Regions from separate parts of the Salmo salar genome. Here region 2 is linked to region 1. Evidence: chromatin contacts called from public Hi-C data. All regions are on one chromosome and are shown on one strand. The core of a region is the stretch at or near the end of the contact, and the rest is flanking DNA. Distances in the headings are between cores, read along the strand shown.

The links. A called contact is a pair of places that touch in the nucleus more often than the background predicts.
Region 2: a Hi-C map of muscle shows a contact between it and region 1, with 7 times the contacts expected there. The contact joins the enhancer-like site here to the promoter of LOC123730406 in region 1. A contact is called at or near these places in 2 of 3 Hi-C or Micro-C datasets (gill and muscle).

What each region holds. Positions count from the first base shown.
Region 1 is chrssa24:15,134,208-15,136,907 of Ssal_v3.1, reverse strand. It overlaps LOC123730406 (SET-binding protein), which reads right to left and starts at 1,330. Exons shown (of 4, transcript XM_045706970.1): 1 at 927-1,330; 2 at 616-799.
Region 2 is chrssa24:15,201,892-15,204,654 of Ssal_v3.1, reverse strand. setbp1 (SET binding protein 1) reads right to left here. Exons shown (of 4, transcript XM_045706968.1): 4 at 1-2,763. Among protein-coding and RNA genes, the nearest start is that of setbp1, 28 kb to the right of the region's middle. Within about 2 kb of position 1,339, at least 1 of the 13 cell types and tissues checked has an H3K27ac peak or open chromatin away from gene starts, as enhancers often do. A contact at or near this core is called in muscle, where this site is marked.

The sequences.
Region 1 (2,700 bases), core at 81-2,580:
GATCAGATCATAGCCATTTGTGAAACAGACCTGGTGATGCAGTGGTCTGCTTGCTTTGGCTTTCTCTCACACAGGCCAGGAGGGTTTCAAACAGCCTATACAAGGACTAAAGTGTCCTTATAGGCTAGCCTACAACACTATCAGACCTTCTCAAAAGGTTTGGACCTCTTGGTGTAATGGGTTATTTTATACACTCTCAAAGTGTGCCATGTATTTTACAGTGATTTCATCAATCTACAGTTGCCTTCAGGATGTGTGTATAACCCTTCACACCACCACTTCGACCATAAATAGCCTTACACTACAACTCCTAGAACATCTCATCAGAGGTCTGGACCCTTAATGGCACAGGACGCAATGCACTTGCCAAAGGGTTAGTGGTTCAAGACCAGGCCGAGGCCAGTGGGTTATGCCCACGTCTTCCACCTGCTCCACAACACACAGACACACATCAAAACTCGCTACAAATTAACTGTTTATTTTGAGATATTGCATTCTCTTTTTTTAAACCACTGCCAACCGCAAAAAAAGTATCATAAATTAATAAAATCATGTTCAACTCACATTTAGACTACAATAAGGCAAGTGAGTAAGAAATTATGGTCAACTACTTACCCATGTCCAATGTTGTCGAACACTCGAGACTATCGTGTAAATATGTTATCAAGATCATTTAAAATCCATTTGGTCACATTTACAGAACCGGCGTCTGCACTGACAGCGTCCTTGGTAGCTGTCAAATGGAACAAGTTTTTTTTTTTTTTACAGAAAACCTGAGGAAAATGGCGTCAACAGTGCGCTGAAAAAAAGGCAAAAAAATATTATAGCCGATCTGATAATCAAATCAATTTTCACAAAAATCCAAGGTTGAGATTGAATCTACGTCCTTTTCCTGTGAAATATAGCGCGTAAAAAATCTTGCTTACGGGTTTACTAAGCACAAGATTTACAGGGCCACTGCAGAGATCCCATCGCCATGTCCGTGGCTGGTCAGTCGGCGAGTTAAGCGCTGCTTCCCTCTCAATCCTTGACTCCGGGGGAGGATCGGAGCAAACCGTTTTACTGCAGTGAAAACAAACCAGCAGAACACAGATTGTATCCGAATAGCCTCCAACCCCACATTGAACGGTAACGTCACTGGAGAGATCGTGGTTGGATGCGTAAAAGTGGGAGAAGGTGTTGGTTATCAGAAGACTGGTGTTTTCCCTTCCCGGTGGGTCGGAATTGGGGGGGGGGTGTTCTGTTCGCTTGCTCGCTCGCTCTAGCTCCGTGTGTGTCAGGTTCGGTTGATAATGATCTCACGGAGAGACGGGACTGTAGAGGCAGCTTGCGCTTTGGTAGAGAGGAGAAGAGCGCAGTGTCGCCTCCACCTGGTAGCGGGTGGTAGACTAGTCTAGGCCCTACTATCTACACACAGGACATTCCCGTTTGTTTCAACCTGTTTCATAACAGGAAAGGTGATCACTGGTCAGTTCCCGTCAATCACCAACCTTCCTTCACTGTAGGCATATGTACACTCCGTATGTGATATCCTACTACCATGTCTGATGTTATGTCAAATAGTGTCACAGCACTTGAATAATCCAGTCATATTATTATTATGATGAAGGCATCCTCCTCTTTCAGAATTGGAGCAACATCAAACTGGTTTTATTTCATCGTGCATATATAAAAGTGTTGTTTACGTCCCTCTCCATGCCTCAACCCAGGCTCAATCCAACGACCCGAGCACACATCGACAACAGTCGCCCATGAAGCAGCGTTACCTCTTGTAGAGCGAGGGAAACGACTAGGTTACTTCCATGTCTCGGAGTGATGTCACTGATTGAAAGCTATTAGCGCACACCAATAACTAACTAGCCATTTCACATCTAAACAGCATTGTGTGTCTTGTGTTATTTTCCATGCATAAACAACAGTATGTGCATCCTGTGCTTCTAGGAGGAGCTGAATAATGATTCAGATAGAACGTAGGTTAGCATCCGCTGCATAGCAACTGGACAGTGTGTTTGCATATTGGTGTGTGTTTGTGCTGTCAGATTAGCATAACAACCAGTGCTGACATTTCCATAAACACACTACACACACATTTATGCTGCATTAGTTGAGAGGATTATTGACATTTCTCTTTTCGTGATTGTTAGAAGTTACAGCAACAGCTACTTGCACTTGTGTCCTAACATCTCGACATAGTGAGATGCTGTAAAGCTCTCCGTTGAAAAGGCTCAAATTGTTCTCACACATGGATCATTTTAAAGGATAGAATGAGCTGCAACTCTCTAAACCGAAACCCCAACTCGCTCTGCCCTATCCTTGTCCTCTAACCAGAATGCCTGCATCTGTATCAGCTCCTATCTCACCCAGTGCATTCACAACAAGGCCTTAACAAGTAGTCATTCGGACAGATTTGAAGTGGGACACAGATGTCCTCACTGGCGAACCTCAGCTTGACTCTGTCGTAGCTGGGTCCGGCACATGTGAGACGCAAGCAAGTGGAACCTTCACTTTCTCACAGCCAAGTGCAGCCAACACACATCCAGCAGGAGCTAGGCCTAAAGAGGAGCCTGTTTTGGGTGAAAAGAGCCGAAAACAGCCCCCAGTCCATTTGAGAGATAATGAGGTTTACCCCCAACATAACCCGATCTCAAAAGAGATTATTCACACAACCACTGTAGCTATCGGTGGCAGCCTACCCTCAAC
Region 2 (2,763 bases), core at 90-2,589, 68 kb before region 1:
ATTTGCCATTTTTAATATTCATACAATGTACAAAAATGCTTTATGAATTAAAAATCCATTACAAAAACAAACATATCAAACAATGTACAAGTCTTGCTCCAAATGCAACTGAAAGTCAACTTCTCCGCTTGTCTAAAATCTTAATGCATACAATCAAGTGGAGCATGCAAATAAAGGAAAACCCACTCTAGTAAAAAGGTTCAAATACACTATGTATACAAACTCAAATATGCCAACACAGTTAAGAGCTCACTTTGTGCTCTTGCAAAGTACATTTATTGGTTTCCTCCTCGACGCTTCATCTGCATGTTCAGCGTTGAACAACATTAAAGCTTGGAAACATAACATATATGTTAACGACTGCACATATTAGTAGAGACTGGCTGCTTCTCAAATGACTCCATACCAGCGCACTGCGTTTCAACAGGTTCTGTAGTATTACACTATGTAGGCTGTGATTTGAGACGCATGCAGTATGATTCAGCTCCAGTGGCTGTACTGGACTGGTCAGACTGGTCTCAGTGTAGAGGTAGAGGTCTTCCCTAACCACTGATCCAGAACCAGATGTTCCTTCGTCCCCCTGATGATGAAGATTAGGATTTAGGGTTGGGTAAACTTCTACCTGGAGTCATACCAGTCGTACAGTTGGACCAGAGTGAATACAGAACCCAGTACATAACACAAGACTGCAAAACCCAACTTGACTGTACTGGACCACGCGGTGGGTCTCGTGTAGCGTTAAAGCAGAGGATCGGGACAATACTAGTCAGCTGTAGAAGGCACCGGAACATCGGCTGGTAGAGAGAGAAACAGACAGATCCTAGTGGCTTTAACTCAAACATCAGAGACCGACCATGGAATATTGAGCTGCCAAGCCTATAGACCCCTTAAACCACATCTAGATTCCTTAGATCAATCCTAGACTACATCTAGATTCCTTAGACCAATCCTAGACTACATCTAGATTCCTTAGACCAATCCTAGACTACATCTAGATTCCTTAGACCAATCCTAGACTACATCTAGATTCCTTAGACCAATCCTAGACGACATCTAGATTCCTTAGACCAATCCTAGACGACATCTAGATTCCTTAGACCAATCCTAGACTACATCTAGATTCCTTAGACCAATCCTAGACGACATCTAGATTCCTTAGACCAATCCTAGACTACATCTAGACCACACTCAGACCCTAAAAAGGTTTAGAGAGATCCAGGCCTCCTGTGAAAGCTGTAATTTGGTTATGAGATCCAGTTCAGGCTCAGTCTCTGTGCAGTGTGTGAGCTGACACACACACTGACAAGGACAGGTGTATTTTTGGTAATGCCCTCTGAGCACGTCCCACACACACGCACACACTGCTGCACTAGGCACCCATTGGCTCAGGGGAGTTTAGCTGCTAGCCAATGAGGGTTCTTGGTCTTAGCTGAAGTGCAATGAGAGACACTATCATAGGCTGGCACAGGCCCTGGCATCTCAACCTTGCGATGATTGTTTGACAAACATTCTAATTGATGGATGGATAGGGACTGTCAGATATGTCTGTGGTCTAAGATATGTCTGTGGTCTAAGATAGGTCTGTGGTCTAAGATAGGTTTAGGTTTAGGCTATCCCAGCGTACGTAACTGAGCCCAGTTTGTATCCATGCAGGCAGAACACAACAGAACACAACAGAACACAACAGAACAGACACTATTTACAACATATAAACACTTCAGTACTGGAGCTTGACTTCTGATTAAGGCAGCACTGCAGGGAGCTGCAGTCACTAAAGTTGACATGAAATGATAGTCACTTTCTGCACAACGCTTTACACATTATTACTGATATTATTCACACTTCTGGTTAAATGACTTCATGTTTTATTGGGTAAATAAGACACTTATTTGTCTTTGTGGAAGGGTGGATTCCTCAGACAGCCCAGGCCAGACCTGATGCATAGCAAACAACTACGTAAGACAGCATGGTTCCCAATACAACTCCCCTGGCACAGCCTGTCCACAGCCTGGGGCCTGGTTCCATTTAAGTTCAGGGCCCCTTTCCCTGGCTCTTACCACCTCTGTTGCTCACAGCGCTCAGTTATGAAAGGACCTGATGTGTGTAATAGTGTAAGTGATGGATCCATTTTTCGTTCCCATAGTGCTTAACCGAGCCTTTTCACATCTGTTCACTACAAAGAGCAAGGGTGAGCACAAGGGGCTTGGAAGTGAAACGGAATCAGGCCTGTTGTACGTATGGCTGCAAAGGGACACAGGTAGTGCCCGCGTTGTAGTTGCTAAGACACACGTGTCGTAAATGCACAATCATAAGTACGTGGTTTCAATCGCAGTAACTTCTCCGCCATTTTGAATTCCCCCAAAATGAGATGTGATGGTTTAAGAAACAAACATAAGGCACGTGCAGAACTGCTGGAGCTGACAAGACCCTCACAGAGAGAGGAGAGGCTTCCCAAGTTTACATTAGACACAGGTCCCCAATGAAATACTGACCCACTGGTATTTTCTGAAATACTGAAGATATGATAGCTAGCTGGTGTGTTTAACTGCAGATTGAGAATGCTGACAACCCCACACCTGACAAGTCTGTGAAACACATATCTCTGAGACTTTGGTTTTCCTATTCCAATCTTTACATTTTGTGTTATGTTATTTTTCTACCACTACTCAGACAGAATCTTTAGAGGACCACACACTCACTACAAAACACTGATCATTAACCCTCCTCCAGCTTCACTGTCCAATCAAATCTCAGACTTGGGCT